Linked DNA regions of Oryzias latipes: region 1 is linked to region 2. A link is a contact called in public Hi-C data. All regions are on one chromosome and are shown on one strand. The core of a region is the stretch at or near the end of the contact, and the rest is flanking DNA. Distances in the headings are between cores, read along the strand shown. Region 1 holds the start of LOC101173184 (BTB/POZ domain-containing protein 6-B). Region 2 has its middle 33 kb from the start of LOC101163046.

The links. Hi-C and Micro-C count contacts between places; a contact is called where the count stands out from the background.
Region 1: a contact with region 2 is called in a Hi-C map of embryo, with 5 times the contacts expected there. The contact joins the promoter of LOC101173184 here to the enhancer-like site in region 2. A contact is called at or near these places in 4 of 5 Hi-C or Micro-C datasets (embryo and fibroblasts).

Annotation. Positions count from the first base shown.
Region 1 is chr22:21,156,926-21,160,367 of ASM223467v1, reverse strand. LOC101173184 (BTB/POZ domain-containing protein 6-B) reads right to left here and starts at 1,575. Exons shown (of 4, transcript XM_004082680.4): 1 at 764-1,575. The coding sequence starts at 1,155. The region is part of intron 6 of LOC101163291 (transcription factor IIIB 90 kDa subunit); the gene reads left to right.
Region 2 is chr22:21,030,078-21,033,825 of ASM223467v1, reverse strand. No RefSeq gene overlaps it. Among protein-coding and RNA genes, the nearest start is that of LOC101163046, 33 kb to the right of the region's middle. Within about 2 kb of position 2,220, at least 3 of the 8 cell types and tissues checked have an H3K27ac peak or open chromatin away from gene starts, as enhancers often do. A contact at or near this core is called in embryo, where this site is marked.

The DNA of each region.
Region 1 (3,442 bases), core at 326-2,825, 130 kb before region 2:
CGTGTTGTGATAGTTTAAACCCGATCAGAGGAGGCACTGCCGTCACATTTTGATCCAAGCGTTCCCAGTGGTCTTTTAGTTATGATGATGATGTTTTTAGGCAAAATCAAAAAGAAAGTCATGTTCTGCGCACGTGCGGCCAGCACTCAATGGACCCGGAGAAGGGTTACAGTGAGGTTAATAAGTGCGACCAACGACAACATGTAGCATTGGACACACTTAAAATACATGCGGATAACATCAGCCAATCAAAAATAATTGTTCTTTATTGGACCTCGTTTCTGCAGAGCAGCAAGAGGTCTCTAAATCTCTAAATCGTTTACACTTCAGTCTGAATACGCCTTAAATTATGATGTTTTTAGCCAAAATCTAAAAACCTTTCTCGTTTTCTAGGACAGTGTTTTTCAACCAGTGTGCAGTGGGAAATTGCCCTCATTAACTGATTTAACAACATTTCCCATCTCCAGGATTTCAGCTCTCTGTTCATCCAAACAGGCCCTGATATTCATGGATCTGTTTGTATGCAGGTGGATGCATCAGAAAGGGGCGGAGCAGAGAGACTTTGGCCCCGCCCAGTGTATTTTCTAACTTTGGCATATTTTCCATGTCACAAATACAATCTTTTTCCCACGGCATTTTTTCGTCTGCTCCTGCTTCACAACGATTTGAAACAAGAAAAACTTCGAAATGGAGTTTTAATGCTAACTGCCTTTTGGATCGTCAGAAAATGCCCCGTTCTACGTCAGAAAGGCAGTTTTCGTACCTCTCCCGGAGCGTGGGGTGGCTGCACTGCCAGCTGGCCGGCTCCACGTTGTTGTTGTTGACGTTCTGCTGGGCGGTCGGGCTGGTGGCGCCGCTGCCGCTGCCGCCGCTCGGTGCGCACAGCTGCACCTCCTTGGTCTTCTCGGCGTCCGCTACCGTAGTGCCGTTGGCCAGGTTGGCGTTGTTGGTGCTGTCCGCGGGGTACAGCTCCGCAGCCATCTTCTTCTTCTGCTGCTTCCTCTTGGAGCTGGAGAGCGGAAGGATGTCGTAGCACACCGGGAGCCCGCCCGGGAGCCTCCGGGACTTCTTCAGCGCCTCTGGCAGCAGCAGCAGGAACGTCAGACACCTCATGATCCGGCCATGGCGGAGCAGGCGACGGTCTGCCGCGGGCATCGGCCTCCCGCCCGGCGGAGTTCGGAGGGAACCGGAGGGCTTTCCTGCCCGGTGTTCGCTCTTCTTTCGGGGGGTCAGCGCCGCTTCAGATCCGCCGTGAAGGAAGTTTCCGCCCGGGCCTCCCTCCGTTCCCTCCGGAGCTGCGGCGGTTCTAGGAGGTCAGCTCGCTCTGCGATGCCAGACCTCCGTCCTCATAGCGCCGTCACTCTCCCCCTTTCACCCGGTAATCCGGACGGAACCCCCCCAAGTCTCGGTAATCCTCGGACGTCCTTCCCCTTCCTCCTCGGTTCCAGTCTCCGTTGGAGAACCGGAGCTCACGAACCCCGGAGGAACCGTTAGTGGTGCCAAGTCCGGAGCTCCTCTCTATTTTTACTGCTGTTTCCCCGTCCTGACCCCCCCCCTCGCTGTGAACGGCCAGGACTTCCGAAGGACCAATCAGATGTCGGCACTGCGCTGACGTCAGAATCGTAGACCTTAGAGACCCTCCCTCCCTCCTCCCCTGCGTGCGTCAGACGCCTGACTCCTCCCCCTGTATAATTGTCTAATAGATACCGGGGGGAGGGGGGGGGGAGGGGGTCTCCCCTAAATAAAAATAACTCTGTGTGTGTGTGTGGGGGGGGGGGGGGGGGGTGGTGGTTATGCTCCCTCTTTGTTTTTTTAATTACATTTGTCTGTTGATTTTCTATTTTAAATCTTTGTTTTGTTTTGCAATGATGAAAAACGTGATTCACCTTTAAGCTCAGGAATCGAGTAAACAGTTGTAAAAGTTCCCCAATGCCTCCAAACTGAACTCCATGAGTATGAAACATGGTTTTAAAGTCATTTTGATGCCAAAAAATGATCTGGATGACTTAAAAACACGTTTAAAACACCTCAGTTTATAAGGTCAAATTTGTCGTTATTTAGAAAACGTGTTTCGTCTTTGAATCTTTGATTCTATTATCTTTAGAGACAAATTTCTTTAAAATTTTAACTGAAAGAATTCACAATTTCATTAAATAAATGTCCACCTTCCTGGTATTCTGAACCCCGGTAGTGTAAAACTGTGGCTCCTAATTATTCCAGGAGGCGTCCACCGTTGTGTCTGCTTCAGCTACACTCAGAGAAACTACAAATCCCAGGAGCTGCTGCTTTCCAACAGTTCAGGTCGGCACATTAAAGATCTTTCAAAAGAGTTTTGCAGCGTTACTTTTGAAAATCCAAAGGACTTTTATTTTGTCGTTTTTTTTTAAATCAAATTTAACACTAGAACTTTAATATAATGACACGCAGCACCATATTTTATTGAAAAAAGACAAAAAAGACAGAATTTCACACAATTTCCGTCTTGATGAAGAAGTGGCGGCGTGGTGCTGTCAAATGCTGCAGTTTTTCTGAATTCTGTCATTTACTGTCACACACAAAACACAAGGAAATCCCTGCAGGCATTAAACCGATGAAGCGACCAAGTCCAAGTCGGGACCTAAACCCCTAATCTGTGCCGACCTTAACCGCAGCCAGAGGAGTCATGTGAGCAAAGCGCTGCATTTCTGGCTGCTGAGATTCTAGTGGCTTTTATCGTCTGGTAGAGATGGAGGAGCGAGGCGTCCGCCTCCTTCTTGTGTTTCCAGCCTGGCGATGAGCTTAGACGGGGGGGGCTGAGGGGGAGGGGCCTGATTGTATTAACAGCTGGCGCCGCCAGCTTTTCACTTGACTGCTCTGGAAAAAGCCTCGTGGAAAGAAGATGCCCCTCTGACTTTGGAGCATCTTCTCTGCAGTTTAGTGTCTTGGATCACCACAACAATGCAAACATGTTTAGTTTGGGTTTTCTGGGCGTTTTGAGAAGGAAATGCAGAGAGTTTGCTTACCATCCTCTGAAAAAAAGAAACGTTTTGGAAAATAATTATTTCCAGAAATGTTGAAACACAAGAAGAAGCCAGAAAAAGTAGGTTATTATGGGACATGGCTGATTGGATGATGACGTTTGTCCATTTCAGCCAAAGGTTATTTGGCATGAAGCAACACTTCAATCAACGCTTGACTCGCATTATATTTTAAACTATCTCGCAGGAGGAGGTTTAACATTTAAAATTATGAAAATATTGCATCCATTTAAAAATTCCACAATTGATTAAGAAAGAGGGAAAAAAATCCAGTCATTTATCGATTATAATAAGCAGTGATGAACTTTGTTCATGGAAGCGATTCCTAGAAAAATGACGAGAAATGCTTCTTTTCTTTGTTGCATTTTTGCAAATGCAAGAGAGAAACCCCAGAAGCAGAGGCCTCTAAGGCCAGTGAACTGAAA
Region 2 (3,748 bases), core at 971-3,470:
TGAGGTAGGAACAGTTCAAGCCAGGATTCAGAGTCAGAAAAGTTCCAGCTAAAAGTCTTACTGCACAGCTGTCCCCACCAGAACAGCTGGACACACATACTGAGGCTACACTCACTAATGCAGAGCAGTTCAGTATTCATACCCGCACTTCAAAGTGACTGTGGCTTCTGTTCAACAGTCATCATGTCCGTATCTAACATACTTTAGGTTTACAGAGGCCGTGAATCGGCCGACTCAAGCTGACTTACATGTTCCCAAAAGCTTAGACCTCTGATCTGCTGGTCACTTCTTTCATGTCAAGGGAACAAGGTTTGCATGATGAGTGGTGTTTGCTGTTGCACCACAAGGTCAGGGAGCGAACACACACTCTGCCAACCCAAAAGACAAACGGGCAGCAACTGTGGTGGACAACAGACTATCAGCCGATGATCTCAGGATTTCCCCTGAATCCCAGTTAGCTCCACGTTTCACCTGCAGCCCTGCTTCAATGTAGCCCAATTAAACTAAAATGGCTGTAAAATGTTCTAAAATCCAATGTATGATCAGTTCATATGTGAAAAATAAATTCATCTTCTATTTGTGACAGGGTACCTTTGGCCAAATGAGATTTTCTTCCTAATTATGTGCAATCGGCCAAATCAGTCAGTGTTCAGAAAGACAATGCACAGCTGAAGTTGTAGTTTTTATAACGCAAGATTTTTAAAATGGCACAAACAATATAGGAGAAGGCTTTTTTGATTGTAAGTGTTGACAGTTAGGACCGTGTCAAACAGCCACTACTTACATTTTGCGCATATTGCAAGTATGACAATTGGTCATATGTGAATCTATGTGGAAAAAGTGAGAAAAGTTGTGGTCTTTCCGGGACATTTTCCCAAATGTATCAGGAATGAACCACATCAACCCTTGTGCCATCTTAGATGACCCCACCCTTACTTTGACTTGTTCTCCCTACCATGACAAAGGTGGATAAAGGTGGAAAGATTTCATGTAATTCATGGACACCAGTGAAGATCACAAATCATTGAAGAAAAAAGGTTCAGCGCACTGTCTAGTGGGTCTAGATGACCCAACTCCCAACGTTAAAGTGCCTAGGATAGCACAAGGGTTAAAACCACAGAAAAAGTTGGAATAAAGCACATAAAGAACACATAAAGCCCTGTAGAACATGAACCGTGTGAATATCGCGCTGTTTGATTATTGTGTTGGTTATATACAATTGGGGTAATCACATTAATGATTCATGCATCAATTTCATAAATTGAACGTGATATAAAAGTTATACATAGGTGGTTCATGTGTGAAAAGTCTACATACATTGAATAGTCGTGGAAAGACATTTTTGCACAAAAATCACGCACAATTGCATGAGATTGTGTGTAGAATACGTAAAATACATGTAAACTGCGTAATTCTCAACCGACCCAAAGTTTTCAATAGCTCAAAACCAAATTCCCTTAACCCTTGTGCTATCTTAGATGACCCCACCCTCACATTGACGTGTTCTCCCTACCATGACAAAGGTGGATAAAGGTGAAAAGATTTCATGTAATCCATGGACACCAGTGAAGATCACAAATCATTGAAGAAAAAAGGTTCATAGCACTGTCTAGTGGGTCTAGATGACCCAAACCCCAATGTTAAATGCCTAGGATAGCACAAGGGTTACAGACCTGTCAGCTGAAACCATTTTCTGCGCAAGAAACACTCATGAATGACGTACTTCACACATGAGTCACGAAAGACATAAATTTCAAACGTGGAAAATGCGCAAAAGGTACCCAGCGGCTTTTGTGGCACAACCTTCAGGCACATTTCCACAGCTGAGATTTCTGCATGCAGCAGGATTAGAGCGAAGGCACAAACCAGATGCCTGTTTTTCCCCCGCTGAGAGCTGGAGTTAAGGGAGCACTCGCTGGTCATTGTAATCCATTACAACGTGGAGGGGGGAGAAGGGGGTGGGTGGGCAGAGAAGATACTTCAGAACAGGATGAAAAAAAGCTAAAACCTGACCCCATCTCTGCAAACAAAGACCGTGGGTATGTGAGGAGTATGGAAGCAATAATACCCCTGCCTAAAAATAAAGGGGACTAAATGACAGTGGAGGATACGGTTACAAAGAGCTCCAATGGACAAATGTGAGGGCTAGTGCTTTGAAGAGTTTCTCACAAAAGCCCCCCCCCACACACACATACCTTTGCCACCCGCTCTGCTCCCTGTGATCAAATTCCCATTATCATTGGAGATGGGTTTGAAGGGCCGTCAGAGGCTGCTCCTCTGAGCGGCTTGTACAGATGAACACGACTCAAGCAGCGACGCTCACGATGCGACGGATTTTCTTTCAAGTATACATTAGCTGAAGCATAAGGGTTAAGGTTTAAAATCACATTTAGCCACAAATGGATAACAAACATTCCTAAAAGCTCTGCAAACCTTTACAAACTGTCAAAAGTAAGGATTATATTAAGGAAATCGACACTAAAACCTAATGTATTTTCTGAGCTAAGTTATGTGTTGCTTGGCAAATTACACGCTACTTAAAAATTTGAGAACAAGATTTCTTTTTGCATAGTTTCTACAGAATGTCACCTAGTTCTTTTGTTTATAAAAAAAATCCAGAATAGGATATGGATTATAGAATCATATTTGAATGGATAGATGGACTTGTTCTAACTTTTAAAAATACATATATTTACATAGCTGACCTTTTGGATGTTTGTCCCATAGTGTCTGAGCTTCTTTCATTATTCCAAAGAGGACTAAGAGGAGAACCCTTCAGCAGAACCAGACCCCCTAGGGTAGAACTTTCAGCAGAACCAGACCCCATAAGAGGAGAACCCTTCAGCAGAACCAGACCCCCAAGGGTAGAACCTTCAGCAGAACCAGACCCCCTAAGAGGAGAACCCTTCAGCAGAACCAGACCCCCTAAGAGGAGAACCCTTCAGCAGAACCAGACCCCCAAGGGTAGAACCTTCAGCAGAACCAGACCCCCTAAGAGGAGAACCCTTCAGCAGAACCAGACCCCCAGTGGGAGAACTTTCAGCAGAACCAGACCCCCAAGGGTAGAACCTTCAGCTGAACCAGACCCCATAAGAGGAGAACCCTTCAGCAGAACCAGACTCCCAAGGGCAGAAACCTTCAGCAGAACCAGACCCCCTAAGAGGAGAACCCTTCAGCAGAACCAGACCCCCTAAGAGGAGAACCCTTCAGCAGAACCAGACCCCCTAAGAGGAGAACCCTTCAGCAGAACCAGACCCCCAAGGGTAGAACCTTCAGCTGAACCAGACCCCATAAGAGGAGAACCCTTCAGCAGAACCAGACTCCCAAGGGCAGAAACCTTCAGCAGAACCAGACCCCCTAAGAGGAGAACCCTTCAGCAGAACCAGACCCCCTAAGAGGAGAACCCTTCAGCAGAACCAGACCCCCTAAGAGGAGAACCCTTCAGCAGAACCAGACCCCCAGGGGGAGAACCTTCAGCAGGACCAGACCCCCTAAGAGGAGAACCCTTCAGCAGAACCAGACCCCCTAAGAGGAGAACCCTTCAGCAGAACCCGACCCCCTAAGAGGAGAACCCTTCAGCAGAACCAGACCCCCTAAGAGGAGAACCCTTCAGCAGAACCAGACCCCCTAAGAGGAGAACCCTTCAGCAGAACCAGACCCCCTAAGAGGATAAACCTTCAGCAGAACCAGACCCCCTAAGAGGAGAACCCTTCAGCAGAACCAGACCCCCAAGGGTAGAACCTTCAGC